Linked DNA regions of Mus musculus: all the other regions are linked to region 1. A link is a contact called in public HiCAR-type, HiChIP or PLAC-seq and promoter capture Hi-C data. All regions are on one chromosome and are shown on one strand. The core of a region is the stretch at or near the end of the contact, and the rest is flanking DNA. Distances in the headings are between cores, read along the strand shown. Region 1 holds the start of Dimt1 (DIM1 dimethyladenosine transferase 1-like (S. cerevisiae)). Region 2 holds the start of Srek1ip1 (splicing regulatory glutamine/lysine-rich protein 1interacting protein 1). Region 3 overlaps Nln (neurolysin (metallopeptidase M3 family)). Region 4 holds the start of Ppwd1 (peptidylprolyl isomerase domain and WD repeat containing 1). Region 5 holds the start of Adamts6 (a disintegrin-like and metallopeptidase (reprolysin type) with thrombospondin type 1 motif, 6). Region 6 overlaps Sgtb (small glutamine-rich tetratricopeptide repeat (TPR)-containing, beta).

Region 1 (3,466 bases), core at 142-2,641:
TCCTAACTTAGGGGATATACTCAGCTTCTGGAGCCAGAACAAAAGCAAGAGCAATCGGTTCTACTGGTGGGTTCCTGCTTTCTACATTGGCAATAATTCCAGCAAACTGTAACTAATTGTAACTTCCAAAGAGTTCAAATGGGAAAGAGTGCATTCAAATGGAAAAGATTTCTCAATTCTTAACCACTGTACAGTTTTAAGAATATAGTAACCATACAAAACGTTACCAGTGTGCATATGCTTATGAGTAGAATATTCGGTGAGACTGGAGAACTATACTCTATGGCTCCAGGATGCTCCCTGTACCGTCTGTATTTTACCTCCAGGCCCTCAATCCTCCATAAGCACAGCACAGTAACCCATACAGAAGGAATCCTCCAAACAGTTCATATGCAGTACCATATCTTTTCCTGAGGAACAAACTCAGTGTGATTTGGACGTAAATTTACGGTCTGGAATAAAAAGAGTAACGATGATGTACTTAGAAAGTGATCAAAATGATACACGCTTGCAAAGTGGAGTTCAAGGCTGGCTTTGACACACACCATGTTTGAGGCCACCCTGAATTACATGAGACCCAGTTCCAAAAACAAGATGGAGCCTCCAAAAAGTGGAAATAATCTGGAAATCACTGGGCAATTCTCAACCCATCCAACATATACATACAGAGCAACTATTCTGTCAGGCACCCTATCTTGGTTTATATTTTCTTAGTATGTAGGCTGCGGTCGAGCATATCACCCTGCCTCAGCTTCCCCAAATGCTGGGATAATTATGGGCATGCAACTTAGGCATACAGGCATTAAGTAGTCAGAAAAATACAATCCACAAACGCTCTGCCTTTCATCGTTAACACCCACCTTATCGATGATGCTGTTAACAATTAGAGGATTTTTCAAAATGTGTTGTCCGATCCCTGTGTTGAACATGAGTCCTGAAATAAAACACGAAGCAGCCTTAATTTCCCAACTTTTCAAGAACCGATCTCAGGCCGTCCCAGAGAAGCAGGATGGACCCGGGACGGTTTCTGCTCCAATGCATCCACAAGCGCCGCGCTCCCGGCCGGGGTTGGGATGTATCTTTGAGTCCATCCATCCCTCCTGCTGGCAAGGAAGACCAGGCGCGCGCGGGGAAGGGTCAGCGCTGAGCGCCCACCCTCCTCGGGGCGGCTAGAGGCGCAGGCCACCGTAGGGCTCCCCCGCCGCGGGTCAGTCCCAAGCATCCTCCACACCGCACCTCCAGCTCGCTTCAGCTCCCGGCGCTGCTCCTGACGATCCCGCCGGCGGCTACTCGCTGCGGACTTGGCCTTCGGCATCTTCTCGGAGGAGTCCCTGTGCCAAGCGAAAGCAGCCGGGAACCGCGTGGAAGTCGCCCTCAGTCGCCGTCACGACTAGGCGCCCGAGAGGCCCACTTCCCCGCCCACTGCGATCACCGACCCACCCAGTCAGCGGCAGGCCGGAGCCCAGTGGCTGCTGGGAATTGTAGTCTCTTATGGGCTCCTCCCGCGGCAAGGCGGACTCGAGCCCAGTGGCTGCTGAGATTGTAGTTTCTGTCTGGTGAGCTCCTCCGGAGGCAAGGCTGGCTCCAGCGGGTTAGCCACCGGATTTTAGAGTTTTAGCTGGAGCAACAACTTCCCCAAGAGCCCGATTTCCCAGAGGAAACCGCGCCGCTCAGGCAGGCAGTTAGGATTGGTTGGGTCTCGGCAAATTGGGTGCTTCATTTGGCACTGCCCTGGGACATTCTGATATCTGCGGAAAGATCTCTCGTGTCTCTCCTGTTTCCCTGCAGGTTGTGGGCTGAGAAGCCTAGGCTCGATGGACACGGAGCTTGGTGGTTTAGGGTAACATGTCTCTCCGTTGTGGAAAGCAGTTAGATTAGAATTAGCTCTCGTTCCAACACGGCACTTACTGGTTACTTCTCTATGCTTTTTGTTCATTTTCTCGTCGTTTTGCTGAGTTCCAGCACTGGAATGTCATAGTTAAAATATGCTGCTCTCAATGTTTATTTATTGAAAGATAAAGGCTATAACAATTTCAAAACCCTGTAAATGGGATTGATTACAGGTATGTGTTGGATATTGTAATGGGATTATACGCCGGGCTGTAACATACAGAATAAAAGATTCATGGCTGTTTTTCTTGCCAGTGTAATGTTTCGGTTTTAATTTTTCTGTTTGTGCGCTGAAGAAAGTCTTTGCAATCAACCACCAAAGGCTACTGCTAAGAACCTGTTCCGTAGCCTAGGTTTTTGTTTGTTTGTTTTGGTTTTTGGTTTGTTTTGTTTTTCAAGACCGGGTTTCTCTGTATAGCCCTGGCTGTCCTTGGAACTCACTTTGTAGACCAGGCTGGCCTCGAACTCAGAAATCTGCCTGCCTCTGCCTCCCAAGTGCTGGGATTAAAGGCGTGCGCCACCACCGCCCGGCTTTTTTTTTTTTTTTTTTTTTTCTCGTAGCCTAGGTTTTAGTCCTTCCTTTCTTTGCTGTAATTCGAGCACAGGGAAAGTTCTAAAATATCCTAATATAATCTTTTATTTATAGTCGACTATTATGGGGTTCCCACCAAGGAGCACTTGAACACTGCCTATGAGCCAATGGAAAGCCTTTCTTCCAGCCGCAGGTGACTACAGCTGGGTATTCCGGACCCAAGTTCATTCATCTCTGAGCCTGGAAAGCCCTCAAGGTTCCCATCCCGCAGTTGCAAGCTAACTACAGTTACAAAAGCCAAAATACGCGATTAGCAAAAAAAAAAAAAAAAAAAAAAAAAAAAAAAAAAATTATGGCGTTGTTTTTCTTTCTGGAACTTAAGCTTCCCCTCGCAGTTACTGGCACTCAGCAATTCAAAGTTCCTTCGTGGAATCTGAACATGACATCACCACTGCTTTTACAAATAGCTTATTTTTAAAAGGGGGAGGTGTGCAGTCTCACACACCTAGCAATACCCCAGACTCCTGGTCTACCTCCCAGGGACATGGCGCCAGCCTTCTCTTCCCTATGGCAGCAGCACTGCGCATGCTAGACTTCACACTCGGCCCCAAAGCTGATGTTGAGACCATGCTGAAAGGCCTTCAGTTCATTTTTCAGATGCAAGGTCACTGCACACCTATCAGGACCACAACAATTACAACCTAGGCTAGGTACACGAAAATGGCAGCTTTGGTAATTTGAGAATTTTTCTGCATGGACATTCCTGGACTGTCAGCATTACGACAGTGATGAACAGGACAAACAAGAATCTGACTACTTTTTGAACAAAACAGAAGAAAAAACTAAAAGAAATGAATCAGGACAGTGTAGGGGTTAGTTCTAATGCTCAGGTTCTCCAACTGGCTCTTGATCCATCAATAAAGATACCAGCGCCCGATGACTGAGAATGGGGAGGGACACTTAGAGTTGAGTGGGAGGACGAAGGCAGAATGGAGAGAGCTGGGGAAGAAGAAGGAGGAGCTGTAGGAGATAATGCCAACCAGC
Region 2 (3,854 bases), core at 1,003-3,502, 2.1 Mb after region 1:
CCAGTCAGGTCTTCCCTTCACACATTACCCACTGTGTCTGCACAGTCCCTCACACTTTATCCTTTTAGTCCTATAATAAGTGTTGGTTTTGACTCTGACTTCTTGTCCAGTATTCTGTTTATTCCCATGCTATCTATGGGCCATTTCCATCCCGGGCCAGATAGACCTCAACACAAGTTCCAGACTGACCTTACCACCATCTCTCAACTCTGATCTTGAGGGATGTCTTCCCAGTTATGAGGCCTCCTCAAATGAGCTAATGTCAAAAACCAGGTTAATCTCATTTCCTACCCACACCAAAGCAATTAATTCTTAGTGATTCTACCACCACCACCACCCCCCCCTCCAAATTAGCTGCTTCTCTCTTAATGAGTCTACATCCTCAATGGTAACATAACTGACCAGAATCACCCTTAAGTACCAACAACGCCTCTACATTAACTAACTCTCCTCTAGGTCACAGTATCCTAAAATGTAATTTTTCTTAAAGCTGTTAAGTGTTTTCCTACTGTCTATTAACATCCTAACACTTTGTTTTTGCTTGTAAGGTCCTTCAGTCGCAGGGAATCTATTGTGCCATGGATATGTTGGAGAATGCATTTGCATTCATGGTGGCCAAGAGCTTGGATAATCTCCATTAGCTTTTGTAATAGGCAAGTTACTTGATTTCTCCGTCTGTGAAGTGAGACTAACAACAGCTATCTCATAGCAGTGGTTATTAAAGGGAGGAAAAAAATATACAATGTTTGACATAGTATCAGATACATGGGTTACATAGTAAAAGTTAGATACTTTGAATTATCGCTTTAGTTAATTTCTCTTTTCTCTCAGGTTAGCTGATCGTTAGCCACGGCAGGGCTCTTTCATTCCCTCTTTTAGTTCCTCTTCCTTTCTGTATCTGCTCCCTCTCCCTGCAGGTCCCCTGCACTCTCACCTTTCTTTAGCTTTCATCTGGAACATCCTTTTGTACACTCTGGATCCTGTTAGGTGTCCTGTTTTTGCTCGCCCCAGCGTTAGTTCTACTTTCTGTAAATCCCCCCCCCCCCGAATTCTAGGAGAGCAAGGGTTTCTACCATGCTGACTGCCACACACTCAATAAATGTAGTCACCTCTCTTTTCACAGCTCCTGGAGTGCTCCTCTGCAGAAGTTAGGAAGCAGCCCCACCCCGCAACAGTAATCTCTAGAATAAAGTTCAGAAAAGGCTGCCACGGAACAAAGACAGGGGTCAAACAGTAGCGGGAAGGGGCAGTGTTAAGCAAAGTTGGGGCTTCACAAATAGTTTGAGGGTCTTTCCTACAGTACTATGCACTGTGAATCTCCGAGATGCGAGGCGGGTATATCTCTTAAAAACACCTGCTTGATAATAGGGTTTTACAGAAACACATTCTGACAAAGTCGGCTTGGGGAAGTTCTTAGCGGCTCCCCAGTAAACTGGAGCAACAAAAACATCCCCGGAGCTCAGTTTGCCGTTTCTAGGTTAGAAACCTCTGAACACAAAAGTGGAACCTACAAAGAATCTTAGATCTAATTCGAGAAAGCACTGTCTTGAAACTGATAGGGAAACTGAGGCCCGGAAGGGCACAGCAGCGGGCCTGCAGCCACATAGAAATTACAGGCTGGAAGTGCTAGAACAAGCCTCAGGTGCTCTTCTTGGCGACTTTCAGTATAATGTGTATAGCCACCTGGATTCGGCAAAATGCTCACATTTCGAATTTTATTTTGAAATCGTGTGAAAGTTACAGTCTTCTGGGCAAGTTGTCCCCTTAGGCCTACAGTTCTCATTGTCACCAAGTCCCTTGTCCCTCTTACAATACACTTTCCCTCTAATCCTGTGCAGTTTGGGCTTGTCCAAGAATGACAGAGATGATCTTTCCCTATCTTTCTCACCCCGCTTTGAACTTGTAGTATAAGCTTTTTCATGTAAGCCGACCAAATCTAAATTTTTAGGCCTTCGCCTGATTCCCCAAGTGCTCGCTGCCACCCACCCCCGTGCTCTGGGCTTCCCTGCTCGTCTCATTCCTCTGGAGTGAGAGAGCCCTGCGGTTGACCTTCACCTGGGACTGCCATGATGCAAGGTGAGTGGGATCGTCGGAGTCCTGGGCTTTCGAGATCACGTTAGGTTCAGGTCCGTTGCGAGGACAGCGCATTCCCAAAGGGATCTCTCCCACCCGGCCACTACAACTTCACCGGGCAGGGGAAGGCCCGATGCACATCTAGGGTTGGCGGAACTAAGTGGCTGTGGATGCAGTTTCCAGGGGTGTCCTACCGCGGAGCACACGCGGTCGGAACCATTTCGGCCCGCTTCGGGAGGTGAGTGCTATCTGCAATCGCCTGACCTGGACGCAGCCCCGGGATTTACGGATTGGCCCTTTAGCTCGTATTATAAACCTCGCTACAAATTCTCTAAAGTTGTAGAGGTCCTATAGTCTTTTCTAGTTTCCTGAAGGACAGGGAAGTCCCCCCTCCCGGGGTTAGCGGTGCTCCGGTCCGGGAGCAACATGGCGGCGTCCATGATGGGCTAGTTTGGGGAGTAACTAGTGATTAGTACGGCTGTCTTGTCCGACTCTGACCGAGTGAAGTTTTCCCCCAAATACTCAGGTTAAAGAATTGTGTGCTAACAGGTGGGCCTCGCCGGAGACCCGCCATTCGCTTGCGGCCACACTAAGGAGCGGAGTCCTGAGCACTGAGCAAGATGAGTAACATCTACATCCAGGAGCCGCCCACTAATGGGAAGGTGAGAGCCTTACCTCCTGGACACGGTGACTGGGGGCGGGCAGGGAGGGGCAGCTATCGGGGATTTTAGAGGTGGAAAGACCAAAGGACTCTTCTCCACACCCTGCATATGGCCAGTGTTGCATTTATATTCTTTACGGTGACGTGTCTCAGCATATTTTTGAAAGAGTTCTTGGGCAACCTCCCTATTCGCTAGTCTTCTGACCCCTTAACTTCCTTGATCCAACTCACGTGAGCGCCTTCTAGTGTCTATTGTTTTTAAGACTTATCTCAAGATTGTACACTTTTGCTTGTTGTTTAACTTGGAGATCGTGCATTCTCTACAGTCATTATTGAAGGCCTCTTTGGCACCACGCACTCTACTAGGTGCTGATGATACAAAGGTTGGTATTCTACCTTTATATGTGTGTCTGTATTATAGACACACACACACACACACACACACACACACACACACACACGTATATATATACTAATTCCCTATCTCAGGATTACAGACGTGCATGAACACACCTGCCTTTGCTTGGGAGGTATTGAAGAAGAGATTATATTGCCATGACAGTGATGGAGGGAAAACAGGAAATGATGGGGAAAACATCTTGGAGGAGATATCTTTTGAGATAATTGTCAGTTAGAAGCAGGGGAGGAGTGAGGAATGTTATTTCATAGGAATGGGAGTAGATTCCCTGATAGATTTCATGCTGAGCTATATATTTCTAGAGGACAATATTAATTTTAATGAATAAATGCGTGTAGAGATGAAATAGACTGACCATTCCACAATGCAGAACCTTCACGCTTCATTTCTCTAGTTTGCTATTTTACCTGTTCAAATGTAACAAAGAAGCCTATCAAATAGCAGATCTCAGTGATGCCCTGGGTCTCAGCAATTACCCAGTATTTAACAGTATCTTACCTTGGTTTCTTTCCTATATAGAATGCAAACACTATAGAGTTGAAGATGAGCATCTAGAGCAGTGGTTCTCAACCTGTGGCTCATGACCCCTTGGGTTGAATAACCCATTTACAGGGGTCGAATATCAGATACCCCGCATATTAGATATTTATATTAGGATTCATAACAGCAAGATTACAGTTATAAAATAGCTGGAAATAGTTT
Region 3 (3,497 bases), core at 414-2,913, 2.9 Mb after region 1:
CCTAGGGAATGCTGTGTGGTAAGTGTGCAAGCAGACTTTTTATAATTAATTATTTTTAGTTCACGTGCATTGATGTTTTGCCTGCCTGCACGTACGTCTCTGTGAAAGTGTTGGATCCCCTGGACCTAGAGTTAAAGAGCTATGATGCCCTGTGGCTGTTGGGAATTGAACCTAGGTCCTCTGGAAGAGCAGCCAGTGCTCTTAACTGCTGAGTCATCTCTCCAACCAGGACTAATTCTTATCTTGTTTGTGTTTTGCTTGTTAGAAGGCATAGGAAACGCAGTATAGTAATGGTACAGAATTACACTTAAGTGATTGGAGTACAAATGTGAAGATGATAAACCCCTTAGGTGGTAGTAGAGAAATTGATGTGGCAGTTCAAGGGAGAGGAGTCACGTCCAAGATAGAAATAGGGACAATGGCGTGACTTATGTGTCACAGCTGGGCTTTGAAGGACATGGGATTTGGACGTAGAGAGACCAGTGTTCTCTAATCCCTTGTTTACCATAACTTAAAATAGCAGTGGGTGAGAAGACGAGGGCTGCTCAGAACTAAGAAAAATCAGCTGAGAGAGGGAGTGTGCTGTGCAGATCCTGAGGTCCACAGAGGTTTCACAGTCATGCCGTCTCACTAAACTAACAGGGAGCGAGTATTAAATGCCTCCTACAATCTTTGTAAAGACTGGAGGGGTTACTGTATTGAAAATGTAGCCCAGTGTTTGATACCAAGCATTGTAACTTACTGCATCCCCCTTCCACCCAAGGCAGAGAGGAATGCTAGGGCCTGGGTAATTAAGAACTTGAGATACTGAAGGGTGCTCAGTGGTAGAACAGGTGCTTAACATGGACAAGGCCCAGGTTCCATCACCTCCACCTGGAAAAGACGCTACAGAGCTGTATCAGTGAGGAGGGGGAGGACCTAGGCAACCTCCTGACGAGATGTTTGAAGAGGAAAAATGAAAGATCAGAGAATCAGAGTTCTAGTTCTCTACTCATTAAAACACCAGTCTGATAAAGAGATTGTGAACAGTGTTAATTGTGAGATGTTATTTTTCTGCTAACTAAACTACCTACTAAGAGCAGGATAGCACAAACAGCACCTAGGGAAAAGCTCTTAAAATCCCATGTTGTTTGCAATTGGAAGACTGGCGTGGCTGCCAAGAACAAGGCAGGATAACCAGTGATCAGGTGATACCGAGTTTGGGCTGTCAGTCACGGAATGGAACAATTTCCAGCCTGCGCTGGTTGATCTCCGTGTCATTCCAGAGCCATTAAGTTCATCACTGTCCTTGGAGCTGAGCAGTCTCCCCCAGCATCCTCTGATCTGAGTCTGAGTGGTGGATTTTCTCAGGCCCCTGTTCTGACCCTTTCCGTGTGCCTCCCTGCCAACTTCCTTCCTTTAACCGACCTACATACACACTCCAGCTTCCACACTGTATCCCTCTGGAACCCTCCCTCCATCCACCTACTGCTCAGTTCCTTTCCTCTGCTTGGCCAGAGTCCTCTGTTGCTGTACTCATGTGGTTTGAATGTAGAGGGTTCCCCATGTGTTCCTGTGTTTGGACACATGGTCCCAGCTAAGGCACTGTTTTAGAGAGTTGTGGAATCTTTAGGAGGCAGAGCCTTGCTGGAGGAGTCCCATTGGGGTTTTATAGCCTGGCCCTGCTCCCTGACCACTCTGCTTGCTGACTCACTGCCACGTGACCAGTTACACCATGCCTCTGTGGACACTCCCACCAGGCCACAATAGCAGCATTCCCTTTACCATAAGCCCAAACAAGCCCTTCTTCTCTTAAGCTGCTTCTGCTCAAGTACTTGATCATAGCAAAAGGAACTAACCCACGCGCGAATTCTCCATAGGTGACACAATTCTGTCAGAGAGGTTTGTATTTCTCCCTCCTACTCCTCACTCCAGCTGTCTCCGGTCCTGTCTCCAGCTCCACATCACCACACTTGGGCCAGCAAGATGAAAGTGCTTGCCACCAAGCTTGGCCTGAATTCAGTCTCCAGAACTTACGGTAGAAAGAAAACACCTACTCCCAAACACCTGCATTCACACACGAACATGTGAGTGAGTGTGTGTGTGTGTGTGAATGTGAATATATATACACATATACATATATTTACATATACACATGTACACACATACACACACACACACACACACTTTTATAATAGATAAGAGGACCGGGCAGACGGATCAGTGGTTGAGAGCACTGACTACTCTCCCAGAGTACCCAGGTTTAAGTCCCAGCATCCACATGGCAATTTACACCTGTCTGTAACTCCAAGATCTGACACTCTCACACAGACATACAGGCAGGCAAAACACCAATGCACATAAAATAAAAATTAATACATTTAAAAAATAGAGTTTTAAAACCAGCACACTGGTACACCCCTGTCTTTCATAGGCACTTGAGTATAAAGCAGTCACATCTGACACTTACCTAGTAGGTATTCCCAAAGCCCATCTCACTTGCCAGTGTACCCAAACTAGAAACTCTGTAGCATTTCAACCTTTATAAAATTCTGCTGCTTTTAAAAATTCACTTGGATATTTCTTGAATCTATTTTTTTCTACTACTGCTCCTTTTAATTCATGTTGTTTATCTAGATTACTGTAATTTACTGAGAGGGGAGTCTCTTTTGTCCTTAAAAATCAGCTACCAGAGAGCTTATTTAGAGTACAGTTCCTTTTCAGGCCTTCACTAAAGGTTTTCTGCTTGTGTTTCCTTACTGGAAACAGGGATCACTGTGAAGCCCAGGCTAGCCTGGAACTCACTGGATAGCCCAGGCTCTCTAGCCTCCTAAGTGCTGAGAGCACAGGCTGAGCTGCCATGCCCACCCAAGCTTAGGCTCTCTAGCATGGTATTGCAAGTCTCCCACGGGTGCTGCAGAGATAGCGCAGGTCTGTGCTCATTGTTCACCCCTGAGTTCCAGATGCCAGGACACATCTCACTTGGACATTGCTGAGTTCCAGATGCCAGGACACATCTCACTTGGACATTGCTGAGTTCCAGATGCCAGGACACATCTCACTTGGACATTGCTGAGTTCCAGATGCCAGGACACATCTCACTTGGACATTGCTGGTGTCACCAAGCAAACACATTGGAAGCTAATGCACATAGGGCTCCTTCCTACCACCACCCGCTCTCAGAGCCTGCGTTTCCTACCCAACACCACTGTCCCAAAGGGAAAGAAAGTCCCATTCTAACCTAGTTCTGAATTTCAGCTTGGTGAACGGCACTATGACATGACCATGCAAACCAGAAACCTCTTCATCTCCCACGTCACCTTCATCTTACCCTCGTAGCGTCTTGTCATGTGGTGCTGCTGTCGGTGGTAGAAGCAGCCTGGGCTGCTGGTTCCACAATTCTGGTGTTCTAATGGGAAATGTTCTGGCTGAGAGGCAGCTTGGTAAATTGGCTAAAGTTCAGGCCCGAGGATGAGATTGCCTGGCACACAGATGTGCCGCTTTGAGCTGTGTGCTTG
Region 4 (3,710 bases), core at 563-3,062, 2.7 Mb after region 1:
ACAAAAAGTCCTTTTTATCAAAAGAGAAACATGAACACGCACCTGTTGGAGGGAATATTTTCATATAGCCATTATTAAAAAAAAAAAAAGAGTATGGATGTTAGCAAAAATTAGAAACAGAACTACCACAGGATCCAGTAATTCCACTATTAGATATATATCCAAAGGAAACTAGCATGTTAAAAAGATGTTTACAATCTTGTTTACTATAGCACCATTCACAATAGCCCAGATATGTAATCAACTAAGTGTCCACCTAATGAAGAATGGATTTAAATTTTAAAAAGTTCCATTGTAACAGGAGAGTCAGTAGAAAAACAAGAGTGCAAAATTCAGGTAGGTGAGGAGATGTATTGGTAAGAGCTTGTGGAAGGTGTGTTTGAATTACTTCTTCCAACTAAGTGAAATGGAACCTAAGGTGATCCACTGTGAGGAAGTATCAAGGAATTTGAATTTTAAGAGCAGATACAGCCAGGTGGTGTGACCCCTGCCTTTAATCCCAGCACTTGGGAAGCAGAAGCAGAGGCATTCGAATCTCTGTCCTTTCAAGGACAGTCAGGACATAAAAGAAAAATCCTATCTCAGAAGGGGTCAGGGTTCAGAGAAATAGCTTATCACATAAAGGCTATAAGGTTTACAAACAAAATTTTAAGAGGAGAGGGGGAAAGGTTACAGAATGTTGGTTTTTTTTGTTTTTTGTTTTTGTCTTTAAGAAAACTCAAAGAATATAAAGCAACTTTGGATAGTAGCCCACTTTAAATTACTAACTAGTGGCCCAATTAAAACAACAAAAGATAGCATATTAATGAATATAGTCATCCAGGGCAAGGTTACTAGATGGCTGTTGTAAAGATGATAGTGTATCATGAGGTACAGTTAGGTAATTTTAAGGATGTAGAGAGGACCTGTAGTTTACAACATCAGATGTAAATCAGAATAAACACCGCCCCAATGTATTTTTTTACTCATAAGGAATTTTTAAGTCTTAAATTGCTTAACCTGTAAATTACCAACGGAGAAGTGGTACAGGATGCAGCTTTGTTGTTGGAATAGACAGAACACGGTAGCATGCTCCTAGGTTAAAGGTGTCAATAACGCGAAGATGTCAACTCCCCCCAAATTGTCCTCTTTTATCTTAATTAACATCTTAAAGGCGACAAAAACTCTGTCGCACTTGATGAGGAAATTCTAGACCTATACAGAAATATAAAGATCCAGAAATAGCAAAGGCTCATAGACTATATGCTAATCGTCAAACATAGAGCAGGCAGGTGGAGACGCGGGAACGTAACACGCAGGCCCTTCGTGAATTTCTCGCGTCACATACATACACATTCCAAGTCAAAAAGAATATTCTAAATGGGAGGCCACCTTATAAATTACAGTAATTTCAATATATAGTTTAGCTGATAGAAATCTACTTCATTCTTTTTAACAAAAAGTTCCTTCCAACCCCGCCCCTCGGCTTTTTCGGGAAAAAACAGGTAGGTTCTAGAACAGCATTGGCCCGAGAGGCCGAGAAGCGCGAGACCTCCAGTTCGTAAGGCGTAAGCGTCCGATCTAGGGGGTACCTGGGTCCCCCAAACCCGCGAGCTGCCATCCTCCTTGACAGAAAACTGGGGCCTTTGCCAGTCAGAGCCGGTTTCAACTCACTTCAGTCCTCCGGCCTCCTCAGCGCTCTCGTCAACACAGCCAAGCCGCGCTGTTTACGCGCGCTGCTCGCTGATTGGACCAGCTGCGCCCACCGCAGCCAATCAAAAAGCGCTTCCGGCAGCTGACGGACAAAAGCTGCGCCGCGGCTCGGGGAAACCTAGTTCACTCGGTCGTCGCGTCTCTTCTAACGCCTCGGACGACATGGCGACCGAGAGTGGGAGCGATTCGCAGCTGAGGAGGAGAAGGCGCCGAGACCCAGAGGGATCAGAAAAAACGGAACTGAGCGAGCGAGAACCGGCCCTGGCAGTGGCGGGGAGCGAAGAAAATGATGATGAGAATGAAGAGCGCTGGGTCGGGCCTTTACCGGTGGAGGCAACCCTTGCCAAGAAGAGGAAAGGTAGCAGCGGAGAGCCCGCGAGCAAGCTGGACGGCTACTCCGGCCGAGTGGGAGGGTTGATCTCAAGCACGCCCACGGGCGGGAGTGAGATTGTGGGTTTGTGCACTTAGAACGGACGATCTTCACTGCATTTCCTCCCTAAAGAGTGAATTGGTGTTAGTATGGCGTGTTAAAAAAAAAAAAAAAAAAAGGAACACCGTTGATTCCTGACTGTCAGAGATGATACAAACTAGTGCTTGTCTGTATTTCTGTGTTTGGATGCTTTTTTTGACCTCATAGCTGCTGTGTGAAGTTGGAATTCCTAATATTGATTGAGCAGGTGTGGGAAGGAGCTCTCAGAATCATAAACACTTAAGCTTTCAACCCTGACTCGTCTAGTAATGAATTTTCAAACTCAGGGGAAGTTGCTTAAGCTAGCTGGATATGAAGCCATACTCGAGACAATATAGTAAAGTTTTGCCACTAACGTGAATAATAACAAGATTTTATAATATTAAAGTTTGGTAAAGAGATAATATTTACTGTTTTAAAGACTGTTCTAGGAACTTTTTCATAAATGTCTTAGGGTTGTGTGTGTGTGTGTGTTCGTTCGCTCACGCGTTAATCTCAATTCTGACTGTGGAACTATTTAAAAATCTTTTATTTTCAGAACAAAGCCCAAACACCTTAACATGGATTATGAGGCAGTTTGTCTCTCTTTATTTCCCCAAGCAGGACTCCCAATTCTGTCCATTCTCAAAACCCTACCTTGTCCTTGAGCAAGGGCTCCTCTACGTTCCTGTCCAGATACTGTGAAGTGTCTCTATCTGGAGTCATTTCTCTCCTTTAACCATGCTAGCTTTTTAACAGGTCTAGGTTTTAGGTCAGTGCTTTTTGAACATTGGATAGTGACACCCTTTAGTTAGCTCCTTACTTTTTCTGCCCAATCCTGCTTTTGCCTTCGAGGCACTTACTACTTTTTGTAGTTGTGTGTTTACTCATGTGACTTCCTGAACACTACTAGCCTAATCATGTAAGAACAAGGATCTTGTACTTTCGGCTCCAACACTTCAATACAGTGTTTTGCATACAAGTTTAAATGAATATTTTATAACATTTGTGCTGTTATTATTTCACCTAAATATTACTACAAGAACTGCTTAGGTGGAAAGAATGGAAGGATAATTTAGGAAGGAAAACGAAACAAAATGAAAAAGAAAAACCAAACTTTGAAATGCTGACATAGGAAACAAGTGTCTTATGAACAATAGAGTTGGGACAGGAATAGGTATATCATGTGAAAAATCTTTTCCCTTAGCCAGATTTTTTTTTTAAGCCAACCAATGGAGTTTGAGTTTGAGGGAGGATGACAGGTGCTTAGTGATTTAAAATTTTTGGAAATGTAGGCAAGATTAGACTTTTGTGTGTATATGTTCACAATGATATATGGTTGTTTTATAGTACTTTGAGTTAAGCTATTTTTTAAACATTTATTATTATTATTACTATTATTTTATGTGTAAGGGTGTTTTGCAGGCATGTATACTATGTGGGTGTCAGGTATATTATGTGTTGGTGGGACCAGAGAGGTGGGAACGCTTATACTTAGTACAAGAGTGGAGGGCAGAGGACAATGTCACCTTGTAGAGTTGGTTCTCTACATCCACCTTTGTGTGGATTC
Region 5 (3,794 bases), core at 430-2,929, 2.7 Mb after region 1:
GACAAATTATCTACATCTTTTTTCTCCCCCTTCCCACAAAATCCAAATATGCTATTACCTTTCCTCAATATGATAACTCAATTCATCTGTTGCTAAGCTCACAAACAGCAAGATTTGGCACACAGACCCACCCTAAACCACTAGTAGCTACTTTTGGTTGCTAAGGAAATGAAGAGGAAGTAGTAAAAACAGACAAGAATAGAGAGAAATTTTGCAGGTTTTTAGACTAAACATAAAAATTATTTACAATATTTCAGTCTTAAATGATTGGAAGATTTACTCTGAGGAATAACAAAAAATATTAATATAACTACACAGAAAAATTTGCTGCCAGTTGTGATAAATGAATGATTTGCTTTAATGTAGCACACTCCAAAAACATCACTACTATTCACATGTAAGCATCAGGTTAATATAAACAAGGCTGCACTGCTGCTTTGGGGAAAATAATCATCTTCAAAATTAATTTTCTAAGACGCCTTTAAGTTTTACATTGCCTTTCTTTCCCTGTCATGAATTTTAAGGGCTCCAAATTCACCACTAAATAGTTCAGTCTAATCAAAATAATCTTAAGAAAAGAAATGAAAAAGAAAGAAAAAATAGTACAAAAATTCTGAACACAAGAGAGTAAATTGAAAATTATATTCAGTGTATTTTTTTAAAGTTCCAAGCAATGGTTTGGTTTCCCTTTTCTCCCCTCTTCTCTGCACACCCTCCCACACACAACCCCCCTTCCCATTCCACCTCATCCAGACAGAGGGTAACAGTCTGAGCTGCCCTGGTTGAGTTGATCCTAAAGTTAACATTCAGCAGCCCATTTCCAGACAGCAGCGCTAAATCTATTTGGATAAAACGCGTGTGACCCAGACAGTTGGCATTTGGCCCAAACGCGTTGCACCAGCAGCTCAAATAAAAACAAGAGTAAGAAACTTACTCTCTTGTTCCCTCTCAGTGTGCTTTCTTACTCTGGCTTGCTCTCTTTGCCCCTAATACAAGTGGACAGCTTATCAAAAACATGAATTATAGCATATATTATCAGAAAGATTTTCCAATACTCCCTTCAGCACTCTTGTTCTCTCTCCCCAGTCACTGAACTTCAGTCTTATATACCATATATACAGACATACTCTGATAAACAAGGCTCCAGAGAGTTATGAGTCTAGCATGGCCCAAGTGGGCAAAAGTAAATCAAAACCACACGCTTTCATCTCTTTGATTAGCCTATTAAGAGCTTAACATATCCTAGAGCATCGGTGCTCAGCCAGCACACTACTGCTACCCTGAGAGCACAGGCATGAAATATGCACTTGTCTGAATACTAAAGACACTGACATGAAACGGATTCTCAGAAGGCAATTTCATAAGTCTGGAAATCGATTAAAAACACACATCATCATTACCTTCTCCACGCTATCTGGTGATTAGTTAAAAGTCCACGATGATCATAATCAAGTCCACTTCGCACAACATGCAAATTCATACAATAAGCGCGTATTTTCACATTATAAAATACCTGTAAGCCCCGGAATTTTACATCCACGAGTAGACTAGAGTTTAAAAGATTTCTATCTGTAATGTGAGTTTAGTGAAACTCACTTCTTGCCATAAAGCACGCACGCGCGCGCAGACACAACACAGAGAGTGAGAGAGAGAGAGAGAGAGAGAGAGAGAGAGAGAGAGAGAAGAGGGGGAGGGAGAGAGAGAGAGGGAGAGAAGGGGAGAGAGGGAGAGGGAGAGGGAGAGAGAGACAGAGAGAGAATATCTAAGCGTTTTTCGGAAGATAAGCAAAGCACAAGTTGTTGGGTTTTTTTTTTTAAGGTTTCATTGAATATTGTGAAGTCTTCCTTACCGTTTTCATCTTCAAATTCTGATAAAAAGTAAATTTCAAACAATAGAGATTGCACTGGACGACTCACGTATTCTTTTCTGTCTTTTCTTTTTGCCTGCCCGCCCCCCCTTGCAAAGCCACACCAGCCAGTTATTCTGCAGCCAGAATAAAACCCTATAGTCTCGCTAACTGGAGTTTTAAAGAACAGACTTTCCGATTTGGCAGTTAAAAAAAAAAAAAAAGAAAAGAAAAGAAAAAAAGAAAAGAAAAGAAAAAAATCCGTTCAATACATCCAAGGCTATCAACCTGAGAAGTGCTTTGCAACCCCCAACTCCCTCCCTCCCCCCACCCACCCCCCCTCAAAAAAAAAAAAAAAGGAAAAAAGAAAGAGGAGGGGAAAGGCTTATTAGGGGTGGAAGTGGTGCCCTCTCTTCCTGGACAGCTTAGTGCCTTTGCTATGCAAATAACATGTGCAGAGCATCAAAAGGTATCAGGAGAGAGAAGACAAGAGGAGCAGGAAGGGCAGGAAAAGTTTTGTTGAAGTAGCCCTCGAGCTCACTGCCGGCCCCAAGCCAACTTCAATTGCAGCAGAAGAAAATTTTGGCAGCTTTCCTCAGAGGCAGAACAAACTGACGTCAGTCTGCAGATGTGCCTCGGCTGCGTCGGGTGCGCATGTGTCCTGGGTCGTCACGTGGAGGGGGAGGGGAAGTAGAGGTACAATCGGGGTATCCAACCACCAGCCATTCAGAAGGGCTTAGACAATGTCAACTTTTCCACCCTGTGAATGAGAGAAACTCCGGCCCTCTAACCTCTCTCCCCTAACCCACCCCGCCTATTTCCTCCTCCTCTAACCTCTTGCGGAGTCTTGTCTGGTTTGTTATTTACAGTTTCTTGGAAAAAGGAAAGGCACGGGGTAGGGGGTGGGGGATGGGGTGGGTAGACTAATGTCACTGTTAGAATTTTTGGTGTCATTCTCTGACTTTTGTTTGTTTGTTTTATTTTAATTTCTGCAGTAAATATTTAAAAGTTATTCATAAATTTTGTCATGTAAGGAGTCAGATCAGTAGAGCAAAATTTCAAGACTTAAAGACATGAACAAAACGCCTGTGTGTTGAATATATACTTCAACAAGTGAAAATACCACCAAAAGAATAAAAAGGAAACGAAATTGAGACCTGCACATTTTCCATGTGATTATCGACTTCAGGTTATGTGGACCTATAAAAGGAAAAGGGGGTGGGGAGTATTGCATTATTTCCAGATGAGAGACTAGATGGTGTTTTAAACTGCACCAGGGAAAGCCACAAGTGAGGGGGCGGGGGGGGGGGGTGTTTTAGTTGTTTTTGTTTGTTTGTTTGTTTGTTTGTTTTTGCTTGTTTGTAGTAGATTGAAAGAAACTTCAATGATTGCTCAAAAGAAAATAAAGCCTAAGTCAGCCCCCTAAAAAGGTTGGGGGTGGGGGCCGCAGCGACAACACGGGAGCCCTGCTGAGATCTCAAGATAAACAAACAAAACATTTAGAACCGGTTCTTCTTGCTTTCCAATCCCACCTCCCCCTCCACATCAGCTGCCAGTTCAGCCTTTAAAGATAAAATACCACCCCGACATAGCACTTTCACTTTCATTTACCAGGAAAAAGCCCCTGGCATTAAACCATAGAGAAAAAATATGCCCACTGCACTTTCCAAGTCCTAAGCAAGCAAACAATGTCTGGCGAAAGTATCGGAAACAGGAAGAAAATCGAAAATAGCTCAGGACAAATATTGCCTTTCAGCTGTGTAATCTGCCGCATCATTTATCTGTCTGTATTGTGGAGTGCGGGGTTGGGAATTGTTTAAGGGTTGCCAAGGTTGGGGGAGGGGAAATTGAGCCTTGAAATTCCAGTCTTTAATTAACACCCAGTCAATTTCCTATGGTCAGAACCAGAAAATGAAATTGGACCTGAGGGATGTAAATAAGGAGGAGG
Region 6 (3,806 bases), core at 801-3,300, 2.8 Mb after region 1:
GAATACTGGGGAAGTGTCTTAAACTTTTAAGACAGCTAGCACAATCAGACCATACCAAAAAAATTATTGAAATGGCTTGCAGTGTGATGATTCCGATGTGCTGGACAGACCCGAAGAGTGAAGGGTGTCCTGACTGGAAAGAAAATCTGTGGAAATGGGAGACAACATCTGGCTGTCTGGTCCTTCCTTCCCAAAGAAACAAAACTAGAAACGTGCAGTGAAAGATGCACTGGTTCCTGTGTCCCACCTAAGAAGAGCTGCCTTCAGCAAGGGGCATCAGCACATGAAGATAGAGTTCCCAAGCTGGGAATTCTTATCCGAGTCCTACTGCTCACATGAGTTGGGGGCTGTTTCTTCCTTGTCTGCTTCCCGAAAGAGTTAAAGAGAAGGGATATCCTTCTCTCCCAAGACCACTGAAATCATCTGAGCCTTATTTTTTTTTTTTTAACAAGACAGGCCTATTCAGCTTATCTTCTTCACAAAGATTTGTTTCCCAAAGTTGTTAAATACAGAAATCTAGAGCAAGTCATGAGGTTTTCTAATTGTCTGTTTTGTTGTTGTTTGGGTCGGGTTTTTTTTCTACTGGGGTGTTTGGGGGTTTTTGTTTTCGAGACAGGGGTCCTGTAGCCCAGGCTAGCATTGTACTCACTGTGTAGCCAAGAGTGATGCTGAATTCCTGGTCCTGACCCTTACCTCCCACGTGCTGGGACTCACCGCCATTCCCTTTGCATGCAGTACTAGGGAAGGGGTAACCCAGGGCCTCACACATGCTGGGCAAGCACTATGCACTGATCTGTGTTCCCAGGCGCTCTGGTTGTCCTTTAACAGCTCCAGGATCTGTTCCATGGGGCATCTACTCTCTGTTCCTACTTATTTCCTCTCTAATGCAGTGATGGGATACGAACCAAGTTTTTGGTTAATAAGCCAGTTCCATTTGAAATGAGCCTTCTTATCCATCAGTGCACTAAGAGTCCTCCCATCGATAGCTCGTGTCATTTCTTCCTACTAAGCACACGCCAGATGCACAGTGTGGCATCCAATTTAAAATAAGACAGTTGAAGTCTCCTGTTACGTTTAAATTGCAATAAATTAAAGTTAAGCATAAGAACCGACATGCCAAGCCAAACTGCACCAAAGGATTACACAAGTGAGCAATGTTAGAGATGGATGCTTCTGTTAGCCATCAAATAATGGTCAAGAAAAATAGTCATCGTCGTCGTCGTCTTTGATGGGCACATAATTAAATCCCACTTAGGAAACCCGGAATCTGGGGACACGTCAGTGGCTTCTTTAAATGTAACGAGATACTGCCCTAGGTAAGTTTTCCAGCAATGAAATTGTGACATTTAAGCTGTGATAATTAAATGGGGCAGTAATGTCACTGACCTGACCAGCATCATTAAGGATTTCTAAGTATGTTTCATTATGTACTTAACTGGCCATGCGAATGCTATAAACACGAAGCTACAGACAAGCTTAGTTTAAAAAATCTATGCAGAAAACCTGAGCACACTGCCTTCGCTTTCTGGGCATTCACAGTATCTTCCAAGTGCCACTCTCGATAGACACGCGTCACTGATGGTAGCGCGTGCCAGCGCTTCTCTCTGACGTGCTGCCAAGCACGTGTCTTCTAAACCAGCATCGCCCCGCTCAAGACCACTGCCTAGGGAAACCTGCAGCTAACGAACTTTCCAATAAATAGCCCTACTATTCAATAAATATACTCTGTACTAAGTCTAATATACAAATATGATGATAAAAGTTTTAAAATGGATGGACCCTTGTCCCCAGGCTGTATTCACCCTTAACAAGGCTACTGATCACTGCTTTCCAAAGGAGTCTGTCTGGATTACGTTCAAGTCTGCTTGTGGTAAACTATTATCTAAACAGATGTATTCTCTCAGGTTTACACAGGAGACTTTCCTCCGTTATGTTCAGACTCTGTATAGGGTGGGTTTTGTTACTTTGTTTTTGGCTATTATCTACAAGTGTACACGTCAGAATGTTTGTACTGGGGCGAGGGTCCTGGTCAAGTCAGGAGTGTTCGTCTGCACTGCTGCTGAACGATCTGCTCCGGATGTGGTTTCTCAGCTGCTCTATGAGTTCCGGATTCTGCTGTTGTATCTGCTGCGCAAACTGCTGCCCCCTGCAGGACAAAAGCGGAATAAACTGAACTGGAGATGCTGTAGGACTTTCAGAGGGAATTTTTCCTATGAACACAAGTTTTAGAGCCATAATATCACCACTGTTCTACACAGCATTATTTTGCAGGACAGAGAGTTCCCATGGGGGTGTGTGGTGTGCGTTTCTGTACATCTCATGTGTGTACTGGTGCACATGAGGGCAAGTGCACCCATGGAAGTGAAAGGACAACTGTTAGTATTGGTCCTTGGGTGCAGTGCGTTTTGTGTGTTTTAGGGCAGGGTTTATTTGATTTGCATTTCCCTGATGATTAAGGATGTTGAACATTTTTTCCAGTGCTTCTCAGCCCTTCAGTATTCCTCAGTTGAGAATTCTTTGTTTAGCTCTGTACCCCATTTTTAATGGGGTTATTTGAATTTCTGGAGTTCAGCTTCTTGAGCTCTTTGTATATATTGGATGCAGCGTTATTTATAATAGCCAGAAGCTGGAAAGAACCCAGATGTCCCTCAACAGAGGAATGGATACAGAAAATATGGTACATTTACACAATTGAGTTCTACTCAGCTATTAAAAACAATGAATTTATGAAATTCTTAGGCAAATGGATGGATCTGGAGGATATCATCCTGAGTGAGGTAACCCAATCACAAAAGAAGTCACTTGATATCCACTCACTGAAACTTACAATGCCCAAGATACAATTTGCAAAACACAAGAAAATCAAGAATAAGGAAGACCAACGCGTGGATACTTCATTCCTCCCTAGAATAGGGAATAAAATACCCATGGAAGGAGTTGCAGAGACAAAGTTTGGAGCTAAGATGAAAGGATGGACTATCCAGAGACTGCTCCACCCGGGGATCCATTCCATAATCAGCCACCAAGCACAGACACTATTGCATATGCCAGCAAGATTATGCTGAAAGGACCCTGATATAGCTGTCTCTTGTGAGGCTATGCCAGTGCCTGGCAAATACAGAAGTGGATGCTCACAGTCATCTATAGAATGGAACACAGGGACCCCAATGGAGGAGCTAAAGAAAGTACCCAAGGAGCTGAAGGGGTCTGCAACCCTATAGGAGGAACAACAATATGAATTAATCAGTACCCCTGGAGCTCGTGTCTCTAGCTGCATATGTAGCAGAAGATGGCCTAGTTGGCCATCATTGGGAAGAGAGGCCTCTTGGTCTTACAAACTTTATATGCCCCAATACAGGGGAACACCAGGGCCAAGAAGTGGGAGTGGGTGGGTAGGGAAGGAGGGCGGGGGGGGGGGGTAATAGGAAACTTTTGGGATAGCATTTGAAATGTAAATGAAGACAATATCTAGTAAAAAAAATATTTTTAAAAAGCCGCACGGAAAAAAAAAAAAAAAAAAGACAGGGTTTATTGACTGGCCAGAAGGCTTTGTTACAGTCTAGGCTGGCTCACAGGCCTGGAGCCCCAGGGATCCTCTGTCCCTAGGTTCCAACCCTGAAATTACAAGATGTGTCATCACTGCCAGGTTTTTGGTTTTTTGTTTTCAATTTCTTCAGGGAATTGAACTCATGTCTTCCTGGTAGCAAGGCAAATTCTACCACCTGAACCCTCTCTCCAGCCCAGGCTAAAGGTTTCTCCTTGGGAAACAAACAGTCTCTTGTTGAAGATGAGGAGGAAAACCAAAC

The links. Promoter capture Hi-C pulls out the DNA fragments that hold promoters and counts their contacts. HiCAR-type assays count read pairs that join an accessible place to other places. HiChIP or PLAC-seq counts read pairs in DNA pulled down with a chosen protein or histone mark.
Region 2: a contact with region 1 is called in a promoter capture Hi-C map of pre-B cells. The contact joins the promoter of Srek1ip1 here to the promoter of Dimt1 in region 1. A contact is called at or near these places in 14 of 39 promoter capture datasets (the 3T3-L1 cell line, 3T3-L1-derived adipocytes, the C10 cell line and 9 more), 6 of 484 Hi-C or Micro-C datasets (CD4 T cells, CD8 T cells, Sertoli cells and 3 more), 10 of 115 datasets of contacts at active chromatin or transcription factors (the 230-238 cell line, double positive thymocytes, embryonic stem cells and 5 more) and 3 of 9 other capture datasets (adipose tissue, embryonic stem cells and liver).
Region 3: an H3K27ac HiChIP or PLAC-seq map of embryonic stem cells shows a contact between it and region 1, with 12 times the contacts expected there. The contact joins the enhancer-like site here to the promoter of Dimt1 in region 1. A contact is called at or near these places in 3 of 39 promoter capture datasets (pre-B cells, second pharyngeal arch cranial neural crest and stem cell-derived epiblast-like cells), 4 of 115 datasets of contacts at active chromatin or transcription factors (embryonic stem cells, forebrain and pro-B cells) and 2 of 9 other capture datasets (adipose tissue and liver).
Region 4: a HiCAR-type map of astrocytes shows a contact between it and region 1, with 12 times the contacts expected there. The contact joins the promoter of Ppwd1 here to the promoter of Dimt1 in region 1. A contact is called at or near these places in 17 of 39 promoter capture datasets (the 3T3-L1 cell line, the C10 cell line, the HPC-7 cell line and 11 more), 6 of 484 Hi-C or Micro-C datasets (CD4 T cells, cerebellum, megakaryocyte progenitors and 3 more), 10 of 115 datasets of contacts at active chromatin or transcription factors (the 230-238 cell line, acute myeloid leukemia, astrocytes and 7 more) and 2 of 9 other capture datasets (adipose tissue and liver).
Region 5: a promoter capture Hi-C map of pre-B cells shows a contact between it and region 1, with 11 times the contacts expected there. The contact joins the promoter of Adamts6 here to the promoter of Dimt1 in region 1. A contact is called at or near these places in 7 of 39 promoter capture datasets (the 3T3-L1 cell line, 3T3-L1-derived adipocytes, cranial neural crest and 3 more), 1 of 484 Hi-C or Micro-C datasets (B cells), 3 of 115 datasets of contacts at active chromatin or transcription factors (astrocytes, embryonic forebrain and pro-B cells) and 2 of 9 other capture datasets (adipose tissue and liver).
Region 6: a contact with region 1 is called in an H3K4me3 HiChIP or PLAC-seq map of pro-B cells, with 8 times the contacts expected there. The contact joins the enhancer-like site here to the promoter of Dimt1 in region 1. A contact is called at or near these places in 8 of 39 promoter capture datasets (the 3T3-L1 cell line, the C10 cell line, cranial neural crest and 4 more) and 3 of 115 datasets of contacts at active chromatin or transcription factors (embryonic forebrain, pro-B cells and stem cell-derived neural progenitor cells).

What each region holds. Positions count from the first base shown.
Region 1 is chr13:106,945,054-106,948,519 of GRCm38.p6, reverse strand. It overlaps Dimt1 (DIM1 dimethyladenosine transferase 1-like (S. cerevisiae)), which reads right to left and starts at 1,391. Exons shown (of 12, transcript NM_025447.4): 1 at 1,237-1,391; 2 at 861-934. The coding sequence starts at 1,315.
Region 2 is chr13:104,815,568-104,819,421 of GRCm38.p6, reverse strand. Srek1ip1 (splicing regulatory glutamine/lysine-rich protein 1interacting protein 1) reads right to left here and starts at 2,252. Exons shown (of 5, transcript NM_026075.3): 1 at 2,056-2,252. The coding sequence starts at 2,068. It overlaps Cwc27 (CWC27 spliceosome-associated protein), which reads left to right and starts at 2,469. Exons shown (of 14, transcript NM_026072.1): 1 at 2,469-2,735. The coding sequence starts at 2,694.
Region 3 is chr13:104,093,112-104,096,608 of GRCm38.p6, reverse strand. The region is part of intron 1 of Nln (neurolysin (metallopeptidase M3 family)); the gene reads left to right. Among named protein-coding and RNA genes, the nearest start is that of Nln, 15 kb to the left of the region's middle. Within about 2 kb of position 1,663, at least 90 of the 459 cell types and tissues checked have an H3K27ac peak or open chromatin away from gene starts, as enhancers often do. A contact at or near this core is called in adipose tissue and embryonic stem cells, where this site is marked.
Region 4 is chr13:104,226,946-104,230,655 of GRCm38.p6, reverse strand. Ppwd1 (peptidylprolyl isomerase domain and WD repeat containing 1) reads left to right here and starts at 1,812. Exons shown (of 11, transcript NM_172807.4): 1 at 1,812-2,050. The coding sequence starts at 1,855. It overlaps Cenpk (centromere protein K), which reads right to left and starts at 1,690. Exons shown (of 10, transcript NM_001377093.1): 1 at 1,654-1,690.
Region 5 is chr13:104,285,720-104,289,513 of GRCm38.p6, reverse strand. It overlaps Adamts6 (a disintegrin-like and metallopeptidase (reprolysin type) with thrombospondin type 1 motif, 6), which reads right to left and starts at 1,679. Exons shown (of 25, transcript NM_001081020.2): 1 at 1,514-1,679.
Region 6 is chr13:104,138,080-104,141,885 of GRCm38.p6, reverse strand. Sgtb (small glutamine-rich tetratricopeptide repeat (TPR)-containing, beta) reads right to left here. Exons shown (of 11, transcript NM_144838.2): 11 at 25-2,146. The coding sequence ends at 2,035. Among named protein-coding and RNA genes, the nearest start is that of Sgtb, 30 kb to the right of the region's middle. Within about 2 kb of position 2,050, at least 72 of the 459 cell types and tissues checked have an H3K27ac peak or open chromatin away from gene starts, as enhancers often do. A contact at or near this core is called in pro-B cells, where this site is marked.